Regions from separate parts of the Sus scrofa genome. Here regions 1 and 3 are each linked to region 2. A link is a contact called in public HiChIP or PLAC-seq data. All regions are on one chromosome and are shown on one strand. The core of a region is the stretch at or near the end of the contact, and the rest is flanking DNA. Distances in the headings are between cores, read along the strand shown. Region 1 holds the start of PTMS (parathymosin). Region 2 holds the start of C1RL (complement C1r subcomponent-like protein). Region 3 holds the start of CHD4 (chromodomain-helicase-DNA-binding protein 4).

Region 1 (3,771 bases), core at 1,001-3,500, 320 kb before region 2:
TAATAGTTTCCAGGGGGCTCAGTCCTCCCCTCTTCTCACTTGGCCTCCCTTTTCCCACCTCCAGAAAATGTGTAAGAAGCACAGGTTTCCCCATGTGACCAGTGGAAAATTCTCAGTTGAATCGTGGAGTAATAGAGCTCTAGGAACAGGCAAGCCTCCACAAGGCCTCAGAAATCTCTGGAAAGGAGCAAACACAGGCTGGCATCATTCAACACTCTTGGCCCCAGAGACCAATCCCAAGGGCTAGGGGTAGGTTTGGGTTTCCAGCATCCCACTCACTTCAAATTCATCCTAAGTGTCCTGTCTGGCTTTCTTCTCTTGAAGCCAAGACTTCAGGAGACTGGTCTGTGGTCCAACCAGACAGTGGAGGCTAAGGGGTGCTTCTCCCGTGCAGGAAGGGAATGAGATCCAGGCCTCCAGCTTCCTACATCTTTTTCCTTTGGTCCCTCTGGACCCTAGTGTCCACACTCTTAGATTCTCAAGGCTCTCCCTTGGGCCTTGGGGCAGGATTCCCATTCTCTGCCGCTCCATCTCCCTGGAATTTTCCACTGCAGCTGCCTCCGCTCCCAGACACCCCTCCCTGGGCAAAATTCCCGGCTCCCTCCGCCTCCCCTTCCCTAATCACACCTCATTCCCACCCCCGGCCCTGAGGCCCTGCCCACAGTCCAGCCCACATCCCACACTAACCCCGGTGGTCCCAGTTAGAGAAATGGGAGGCCAGACCCTTATAGAAGGGTGAGACGGAGGGTCCCAGGCTCTCTCCAGGGCGGGGAGAAAGGACAGTAGAGGGGCTGGTCCCCTGTGGGGCTGGAGTGGGGGGAGTGGCCCTCCTCAAATCCCCATATAAGGCAGGGCAAGCAGTTAGGCTCCTGGATTGGCTGATTCAAATGAGCATTCCACCTGGCAACAGGGTTTCTATTGGCTCTCAGGAAAAATAGGAGGAAGGTGGATGGAGGTTGTTGGTGGCGGTGATTGGAGGGGGGGAGGGGAGTGGAGGTGACCGGAGTGGGGGGCGGTTACCAGGGCAACAGGGTAAGAGCCCAGCAGGGTGTCCTGAGACAGCAGGCGGGGCTGGGAGGTGGAGAAGGGGGGGGCACTGAGGAAAGGAGGGTGGGAGGGAGAGGAAAGAGACTGACAGGGAGGGAGCCAGACGGGGAGACTGGGGGGGGGGGAAGGTTAAAGGAGGAGGGAGAGGGACATAAATGAAGCAAAAGAGTACAGAGATGGAGAGGGTCAGAGATCACTAAAAACATCAGGGAGTACGTCCGAGAGACAGAGAGATGGAAAGGTCTCCGAGAAAGATGGACATAGTTGGCCAAGGAAAAGCCTGGGTGGGGCGCCAAGATTTTTGAGGAGATGGAGACTGAGAAACTGAGAGAGGAGTCAGAGGAGAAATTGGGAAGTGTGTACACCAAGGGACCAAAAGACAGTAGGGGCACCCCGAGACGAAATGGTGATGATCCATCAGTTATGTCTTTTTTATTAAGATGAAAATGATACAAAGATGAAGACTGATGATAAACAAATATAGGAGCGCACACGCACCAAAGATATCTTTTTCCAAACCCTAGCCTTCCGCCCCATCCACCTTCCAGACCTGTGTCACACACCCTAGCTCCGGTTCCCTCCTGAAACAGCAAGCTTCTCAAAATGACCCAAAGATACTGAGACTGTGGGTGAGGAGCCGAGGGTGTGTGGGTTAGAGTGGCCTGGAACCCCCAGCAAAGGAGACAGATACACTCCAGAAAGGCTGGGAAGAAGGCAGCAGAGGAAGGAGAAACATCAAGAAAGGGAAAATGTGGGAAATAAGGAGAGGAGTGAAGAAGGGTTGAGGAAAATCAGCTAAGGATATAGGGCCAGGTGACAGACTCAGGTGAGCCAGGAACTATGTTGTCTGGAAAGAGAGGGAAGACATCAGAGGTGGCATGCAGAGAGGGCAAGTGAGAAGTGGAGAAGAGGTGACAAGAAGAGAGATGGGAGATAGAAATGGATAAAGAGGAATGAAGAGAAATAGAAGGACCAGGCAAAGAAAAGTGAGGTGAGCCGGGCAAATAAGAAAGGTCGAAGGTGGAAAGGAGGCTGGAGAGCCTCGGCCCCTCCTCAGATCACAAGCAAGAGCCGCGAAGGGAGGAACCCAGCAGGGGACACAAATGTCAGCCTCGGGCAGGACGGAGGGTGGGCTGCCCTTTCTGCTCTCTAATCCCTCTCAAGGCCACCCAGCGAACCGAGAGGCAGGAGAGGGGAAATCCAGGGAGAAGTGGAAGTGGCTCCCGCCCTCTTCCTCCTCTTTAGGCTTTTGGTTTCTCAAATACCTGCCCGGCCTTTCCATCCGCTTCCCCCCACCCCATCCCTCGGCAAAATCTCAGGGCTTTTGGGGGTCGGGCTCCACGTTCGCAGGCAGTAGGTCGGGATTAGGAGAGGTCCCTCCCCGCAGGAACCCCACCCCTCCCCACCTCCTCGCCCCACTCCTTTCTCCGCGACCGTCAGTCTCTCCATTTCCCCCTCCTGGTCTAGTCCTCCCTCCCGCCTCTCGCGCACTCCCTCCCCTTGCTCTCATCCTCCTATCCCCACCTCTCCAACCTCCGCTTTCATCCCCCTCCCCTCTCCTCTCCTCCCCGCTCCCGCCTGCCCCACCCCTGGGAAGCCCCTCCCGTCGGGCAGCGCCGCTTTATAAGCGGGTTCCCTGCCCGGGGGCGGCAGCGGCTGGTCGGCGGCAGCTCTGCGGGTGCGGGGGCGGCGAGCCGAGGACCTAGCGATCGCGGCCGGAGCGCGCCGGCCACCGCCCGCACCGCCCTTCCGCCCGCCCTCTGGACGGCCGCAGCCCTGCGGGTCTCCGCTCCAGACCCACCCCCGCCCCACCCCGCGCGCCTCTGCCGCCTCTTCCAGAGCCCCAGCTTGCCCAGCGGCCGCCGCTGCCGCTGTCTCCGCCGCCGCCGCCACCGCGCCAGGTTCCGGCCGCGGCCACCTTCCGCCGTCCAGGGCCTCTCCATCTCGGCCCCGGGACCCCGGCTCCCCGCCAGCCCCGGCCCCGGCCCCGGCACCATGTCGGAGAAGAGCGTGGAGGCAGCGGCCGAGTTGAGCGCCAAGGTACGGGCGGGGCCGGCGTTAGCCTGGCCCCCGCGCGCCCCCGGGGCTCCGCGCGGTCGTGCGCCCCGGGCCGCCCCAGACGGCCCCACACTACTGCCCCGGCTCGGGGTCCCGGCGGACCCCGCTGCGCCCTCCCCCCCGCGCCCCAGCCCGGCGCTGCCTACCCCGCGCCGCGCGCCTAGCGCCAGCGCCCTCTAGCTTCCCGAGCGCCGCGCACCCGGCTCCCGGCCTGGCCGCTCCGGCCGGGTGCCGTCCCCACCCCTCTCCGGCCCTAGCTCGCTCGCCGCCACCCCAGCCGGTGTCCGTCGGAGCTCTGCGCGTCTCATCTGCCATGCCCCCTCCCCCGCGCCCCTCTCCGGCGCCCGGTCCCCGTCTCCCTTTCCAGTCTGACCTCACCTTTCCTCTGCTAAGCGGTTTGAGAGCCTGCGTCCAGTGTAAACAGGACTCTCCCGGGAGGCTGCTCCTCGCGGGCCCCTCCCCTCGAGGCCCGACCGGCTCTTGCTTATCTCCGAGAGCTACTGCCTCTGTTTTCTCCTTCCATCTACATCCGTTCCTTCCTCCTCTGGCCTTCAGCTTTCTTTTCTCTCCATAGCCCTCCGCGTCTCCCTCCCACACTTAGAGAAGCTCGAATTCCTAAAAACCAAAAGGGGGCCGGGAATAGCCTTCGAAAAAGCTGAGGCTCAG
Region 2 (3,597 bases), core at 1,072-3,571:
CGGCCTGCACCACAGCCACAGCAACGCCAGATCTGAGCTGCATCTTGCAACCTATGCAGTAGCTGGCAGCAACGCAGGATCCTTAACCCACTGAGCAAGCGAGGCCAGGGATCAAACCTGTATCCTCACAGAGACAACATCAGGTCCTTAACCCTCTGAGCCACAACGGGAACTCCCTCTCCAGTTTATTGAACTCAGGGATCTACTGCTTCCATTTCTTTCTTTTTCCAATCCTTCCCTCAGGCTGATTCCTTGTCTCCCCTCGGAGGTCACAGGGCAATGATTTCTCCTGTTAATTCAAATACTTGCAGGCTCTTAAGCTTTGAAAACTCGTTGGAAAAAAAATATCGAACAGAGCAATGGGATTTTACCTTTATGTTTGGAAGAGGGAGAAGAGAGTCCCAAAGGTATACTTCTGTATCGTCTCCCAAGTACCTATGCTTTTTGGAAATTGAAGAAGTTAATTTAAATATTGTTTTTAGGAGTTCCTGTCGTGGCTCAGTGGCTAATGAATCCGACTAGGAACCATGAGGTTGTGGGTTCGATCCCTGGCCTTGCTTAGTGGGTTAAGGATCCGGTGTTGCCGTGAGCTGTGGTGTAGGTCGCAGACATGGCTCGGATCTGGCGTTGCTGTGGCTGTGGTGTAGGCCAGCGGCCACAGCTCCGATTGGACCCCTAGCCTGGAAACCTCCATATGCCAAGAAAATGGCAAAAAGGTAATATATATATATATATATATATATATATATACACATATATAGTTTTCAAAGTAATAAATTTATCAATGGCCAACCAGAGTTGCAGCCTTTTACGGTTGATGGATGACATTGCGCTGATCAAATAGCAATCATCTCTGAGGTCTGACGGTCTTAAGATTCCTTTGTGCAAGTTACACTTCCAAAGATGATAGAAGTATAACATAGAACAGGATTATCTATTTTCACACCCATGAGATTGAATGTTCTTGAGTCACCCCTTTATCAGAATTGACTCTGTGAAGCAGAATCATGGCTGATTTTCTGCAGCTCCAGGATAAGAAGGATTACCCTGTCATCTTCTGGAGATTTATTTCAAGAGCATTTGTGGGGCTTGCTTTTTCAAACCAAGCACCGGCCTTTTATTACCGAGTATTTAGAGGGGGAAGAAAAAGGCTGGTCTAAGAAGCTTAACATGTACAAAAGAAATGAGACAGTTAAATGGATACAAAACATATTATGTTTTTCATCTTCAGTCGGGAGACACTTTCCTTCACTGCAGGGCGAGTGCACAGGCTTGGCCCCAGCAAGGCAACGGGACTGTGGCTGGGGAAGTCTCCTCAAGCAGGAGGAACAGAAAGTTCCTGGAAGTATAGTGGTTGTCAGCATGGATTTAAAAAGCAAATCTCCATTTGCTGTCTGGCTCAGGGGTAGCTGAAATACTGGAGATAGGTTTTACCCCAACTGAGGCTTGGTACATCTGAGACCTGGAAGCCCTCTCACCCACAGACACCCAGACTTAACTTGAAGGATGAGCTGTGGGGGTCATGCCAGCTGCCAATTTTTTTTTTTTTTTTTTTTTTTTAGCTTTTCTGTTTCAAAGACTCGATTTCCATTTCTTTCTCTTTTCTTTCTTTTTGGCTGCACCTGTTCCCAGGTCAGGGATTGAACCCACGCCATGGCGGCAATCCGAGCCACTGCAGCAACAATGCTGGATCCTTACCCCGCAGCCCCACTAGGAAACCCCTCTGTTTCCATTTCCTTATGGTCCCCGTCTTCCCCCAGCCTGTGGTTGTCTCTGTCACGGCCCTTCCTTTCCAGGCCTGGTGTTCTGGGGACAAGAGCGATGGCCATGACCAAGCGACAGGACCCGAACTCATGGAAATGAGGTGGTGGAGAAAGACTCTGTGAAGGAGAGTGGAATTCACCTACGTGGACCCCTCCGCAATTCCTGGTCCGGGCGGCTCCACCTTGCCTAGAGTTGGAAATCTGGAGATGCAGGGTCCGGGGTCCTGTCTTCTCCCTGGGTGTCAGAGCAGGTAAGCTGACTGTGGGCGGCTTGGCCCCCGGGAGGGAAGTCTGATGGCCCTTCCAAGGCCGGGTTGGGCCACTGGGTGCAAATTGCAGCAGCAGGAGGCGGCAGATGGAGCCCCAGAGGCAGAAGTGTTCTACTGCCACCTGCTGGTAAAAGTCAGGAACTGCCAGTGAACCAAAGGAGCTATGGCACGGCTTGGGGGATCAGCCCCTGGAGGAGGCGTGATGAACCAGCCACTGGATCATAATAAGGCTCAGGGGTCCTGTGTTGTGTTCTTTGCCTCTGTGACTATAGCCTCTCCATCATACACCCATCCAACCACTATCAGCCCTAACAGTACTGGTGACTAATTAATTTATTTTTACCCACCCTAATTTACTTTATTTGAAGAAATTGCTAGAGGCAATCACTGTGCCATCACTGTGCCATCTCCATGGGTGTCTAATGAGATTGTTAGGGACTCCCCCACCAGGGCGTACCTTCTCCCTGTCTTGCTAGCTTTGGTGAACTAATTTACCCAGTCTTCCAGAATACTTTTTTTTTTTTTTTTTTTTTTTTTTTTTTTTTTTTTTGTCTTTTTAGCTATTTCTTGGGCCGCTCCCGTGGCATATGGATGTTCCCAGGCTAGGGGGTCGAATCTGAGCTGTAGCCACCGGCCTACGCCAGAGCCACAGCAACGCGGGATCCGAGCCGCATCTGCAACCTACACCACAGCTCACGGCAACGCCGGATCCTTAACCCACTGAGCAAGGGCAGGGACCGAACCCGCAGCCTCATGGTTCCTAGTCGGATTCGTTAACCACTGCGCCACGACGGGAACTCCCCAGAATACTCTTTATCTTTTTTTTTTTTTTTGTCTTTTTAGGGCCAAACCCTTGGCATATGGAAGTTCCCAGTCTAGGGGTCCAATTGGAGCTGGCGCCACCGGCCTACGCTAGAGCCACAGCGACGCCAGATCTGAGCCACCTCTGTGACCTACACCACTCTCATGGCAATGCCGGATCCTTAACACACTGAGCAAGGCCAGGGATTGAACCTGAGTCCTCGTGGATGCTAGTCAGATTCGTTTCCACTGAGCCATGATGGGAACTCTGGGCTTTCAGTTTTAAAACTGGGAAAGTTTGGGTGAACCAGGACAGTTGGTCACTCTAAATGAACAGGGGTTGGTTACAGGGCTGAGTGGAGGCTGGGTAGGAGAGAGGGCAGGGAGCCAAGAGGGTGAAGAGGCAGTGACCACACCTGTAGCTGCAATCTGGAGCAGTCCAGGGCCAGGATGGGGTCCCCAAGGTGAATCTAACACCTTGACTGGAAGGGCCTGTCATGGTCCCACCGGGATAGTGCACCTGCCGTGAGTGTTGGGGTCGGGGCAGAGAGACTGCACGACTCGCAGGCCCTGTATGAAGCTGGTCATTGCAACCCCACTCGGGGCTGGGACAGCCATGCTCCCTCTCCCAGTTTCAGCACCACCTCCCTGTACTGGGGCCTCGTCTCCCACTGGCAGGGCGTAGGTAGCCTGGGCAGGAGAAGCAGAAGAGTTTCCCCAGAGGATTACAGATGGCACAGGGGCTCCTGGGCTGGGAGTGGGGA
Region 3 (3,780 bases), core at 643-3,142, 450 kb before region 2:
TCTCTTCTTTCTGTCCCTTGGAGTATACCCTGCAGGCTACTACATCCCACTCCTAGCCCCACTCAAAACATTCCAGCAATCTGCCTGGCTAAGAGCACTCTAGATTCCAGCTTCGGAGCGCAATTCAAACTTCACACAGTTGAAACAGCACAGAAAGCCGGTAACTGATCAGAAGCTAAAAATAATCAGAGAGTAACCAGCACTCCCTCTTTCTTTTCCACAGCAGCAATCACAGGATCCTACCGGCAGAGATGCCCGGCTGGTCTCCTCCAAAAGCGATCCTCAACCCAGCCCCTTCCCCACTGCACAGCCTCCAGGGGTCCCAGCCACCTGCATTCCTCCAAGGACCCACAAAGCCTGCCAGCCCAGAGAGCTCCCTCAACCGGGAACTGCAGAGCAATTCCCGAAGGCAGTGCAGCAAGCTTGCATCTCGGTCCGCGCAGCCCGGGAGGCACATGGCTTCCAACCCCCTCGCACAAGAGCTCCGCAGAAGAGAACCACTCCCTTCGGATGCCCTCCACCTCTCACTGCACAGAGCAAGCCCAGAAACTCAACCCTGCCTCACGGAGCCACTAGGGAGGGCCCAGATGGCTCCTTCCTGCCCGGGGCCCTTGGGGAAGATGTTACCTGGGTGGGGTGGGGGCAGGCTGTTGTTCAAAAGTGCATCCATATCCTCCTCCTCACTGCCCGCTGAGCAGGGGGACGGGGAGCCCAGGCCCGACGCCATCCCCTTCCGCTCCCGGCCAGGGAATTGGCCCAGCTGCTCCTGCCTGCGGCCTGGGGCCCTCGACACTGGCCCGAGTCACTGTGCGGGGGAGGGGGGAGAGAAAGAGAACAGTCAGTGACGCGCACGGCCCCCTCCCCCACCCCGCCGCGCTTTCCGCCCACCCCCGGCCCCCCCACCCCTCAGCCACCCGAGCAGGGCACCCGAACCACTCAGGCTGAACTTAGTTCCACACTCCCAGGGGCAGCCCGGAAGCCGGCTCCCGGGCTGGAGCCCCCCAGACCGGAGGAAGCGGCGCCCCCGAGGGCAAGCCGGTGCCGGCGTAGGGAGGGGAGAAGCCGCTGAACTGAGCCGGGCGTGTCGGGGGAGGGGGTCCGAGTGGCCGCGGCGCGGGGGGGGTGGGGGGAGGATCGGGGGAGGCGGCCGGCGGCGAGGCGCTTGGGGACACAAGGTCACTTGGGGGTGGGGGGGCGACTCCCTGCGCCTGGGGAGGGGCCAGTCCCCAGACAGGGCAGCTCTCCAAAGGCTGTCCTCTGGGACAACTCGGGTTCTCCGGAGAAGCCGCGGGGACGAGGGGGCGTGGAGGCTCGGCGCTCCGGGGGGCTGGAGGCAGGGGCGTGGGGGGCCGGGGCTCCCACCAGGCGGGGGGCCGGGCCACGTGTCCCGGGGGGCAAGTGAGCAAAGGGCGAGGGGGGCGCCGGGCATTGTGGGAGGCAAAGCCCGAGGTGGGAGTCGCGGAGAGCTAGAGTCGGGCAGGGCGAGGGCGGGGGCTGGGCGCCCTGCAGGGGAAGGAGAGGCAGGGTCGGCTTCCCGGGCAGGGGGCGGTCTGCGGGTCCGGGGACGCCCGAAGAGAGGCTGGGTGGAGGGATGACCCTCGGGGCCGGTCGGGATGAGAGGGGCTTCTGTCTGGGAACCCCGCGCTCTCCTCACCCCGGAGCCGCCGCAGGTCGCGCAGGGTCCGGCCGGGTGTCACTCCCGCTCCGGCTCCTCCTCGCCGCGGCCGAAGGGGGGAAAATGGCTCCGGCTCCAGCGTCGCCTCTTAAAGGGCCCGAAACACCGGCCGGGAAATCCCACCGCACAGGCCCCGCCCCCCCACGGACAGCCCATAATAACCTCAACCAACTCCAACCCCCCCTCCACTACCGCCACCCTCCTCCCTAGGTCTCCCGGGCAACCCCCGCCCCCTCGTCGCTCAGCAACCACTGGCCACGCCCCCTTCGAGCGCGCGCGCGCGTGTCACCCGGGCAACCACCCACCTCCTGGCCATCCCATAATACACACGGACACCACCACCACCACCACCACCGTACCACCACCACCACCACAACCATCACCCCCCCACGCGCACGCACTCCATACACATATACATATATGCCAGGGATGTTGACATCTCATGATATTGCAGACCTTTTGCAACTAACACTTTACCCCTCCCCTAGACATCCCATAATAGCCATCCTTTGCCAACTTCTTCACTCTTGGCCCTAATGCTAACATCCCATAATAATTCGTCACCTCTCCCTCCCCATGGCCATCCCATAATAAGCACCCCTACCCGCTCTTCATGCTCACATCCCATAATACTCATCCCCATCCCCCACAGACATCCCATAATAACCACTCTTCATCCACCCCCAGTTTGATATCCCATAATAGTCAGAAACTCACCCCCCCCCAACAACGGACACTTCGGCCTCTTCCCACTTCCCACACACATCCCGTAGTAATCAGTCTCCCACTTTCTGTACTGACATCCCATAATAACCAACCCCCTGGGGAGCTGCCCTCAGCCCCTGTGGGCTAGAACCTCAAAACTCGACCCCAAGGCTTCAGACGTTCATTCCCACTCCACAGCCCATAATAACCACTCCTCCTCTATCAGAGATATCCATAATGATCAACAGCCCTACAGTCACCTCACAGATGGACATCCAAACTCCTTTCCTCTAGCACTGGAAAGATATCCCATAATTTTACTCCCCCACCCACACCCTGACATCCCATAATAATGACAAAGAACCTGTGGTCAAGCAAACATACAATAATACTCCCAACACAACCCAGAGTCAGGTCCCATAATGCTCATCTCTACCACCCCTATACCTTTCCAGTCAGGCATCCCATAATATTTATACTCATCCCTCCCCCATCTCCAGAGGCTGTCAGTCTAAAACCCTAACTCCCACACCAGCAAGGGTGAAGCAGGCTATCCACATTGCCCTGTCCCCGCCCCAACTTGTACACACCTTCAGCCCTTAATGGCCCAAAGCAGTATCCTGGCACAAAGTCTCTTGATGTCTAGGACAGACTCTAGCTTTCCTCATCCATCATTTTCAGACATGCAGGAACTGGACTGAGCCCCACCCAATCCCACCAAAATCCAGATGTTCTCCAGACACTTAGCAACACTTACCTCCAGTTAAATTTTGAGTAAGACCCACCAAATACCAAGCTGGTCAGATGAGCCATTCACATAAAGTTCAGTTCACCTCAGAGCATCCCATAATAATTACAAATGCCCACCTAAAGACTATTTCTCAACATTCCAGCAGTCCCCTTCCCACACCACCTCCTCAGGTCAAGTGGTCCATTCTCATCCTAGGCCACGCCTATGGATGGACATCCCACTACAGTGTGAACAGAGGATCATGCTATATACACCTGAAGAGCTAAGACCTCCTGTTTCCCTAAACACTGCTACTCATGTTCACTCAACAGATGTTGACAGAGTACCTAGCAAAGCACAGAGCCAGGCACCATGGAGAGTGCAGGACCACAGGTGCCCCTTCCCTTCAAGGAGCATAAACAACCAACTACAAGAGGAGACAGAATGACTGCTGTCAATGGAAAACTGAGTTCCACTTCCCAATTTCCTGTTACAGAGAATAAAACAAATCCCAACTGGTCTCAGGAGAAATCAGATCCCAGTAGAGGTTCCTGGTGGTCCTCCTAGAGGCTGGGAAATTATTTCAAAAGGATTTACCATATAGATGGACAGTCAAAATAATCTCCTATCTGGAGTTCCAACTGTGGCACAGTGGGCTAAGAATCCAACT

What was found. HiChIP or PLAC-seq counts read pairs in DNA pulled down with a chosen protein or histone mark.
Region 1: an H3K27ac HiChIP or PLAC-seq map of alveolar macrophages shows a contact between it and region 2. The contact joins the promoter of PTMS here to the promoter of C1RL in region 2. A contact is called at or near these places in 2 of 47 Hi-C or Micro-C datasets (heart right ventricle and liver) and 2 of 2 datasets of contacts at active chromatin or transcription factors (alveolar macrophages and skeletal muscle).
Region 3: an H3K27ac HiChIP or PLAC-seq map of alveolar macrophages shows a contact between it and region 2. The contact joins the promoter of CHD4 here to the promoter of C1RL in region 2. A contact is called at or near these places in 1 of 47 Hi-C or Micro-C datasets (mesenteric adipose tissue) and 1 of 2 datasets of contacts at active chromatin or transcription factors (alveolar macrophages).

What each region holds. Positions count from the first base shown.
Region 1 is chr5:63,940,591-63,944,361 of Sscrofa11.1, reverse strand. PTMS (parathymosin) reads left to right here and starts at 2,250. Exons shown (of 5, transcript XM_013987418.2): 1 at 2,250-3,087. The coding sequence starts at 3,043. It overlaps LOC110260751 (a long non-coding RNA gene), which reads right to left and starts at 2,268. Exons shown (of 2, transcript XR_002344121.1): 1 at 280-2,268; 2 at 1-177.
Region 2 is chr5:63,622,122-63,625,718 of Sscrofa11.1, reverse strand. C1RL (complement C1r subcomponent-like protein) reads right to left here and starts at 2,321. Exons shown (of 7, transcript XM_021092409.1): 1 at 1,908-2,321.
Region 3 is chr5:64,069,739-64,073,518 of Sscrofa11.1, reverse strand. It overlaps CHD4 (chromodomain-helicase-DNA-binding protein 4), which reads right to left and starts at 1,892. Exons shown (of 40, transcript XM_021092425.1): 1 at 1,655-1,892; 2 at 628-805. The coding sequence starts at 727.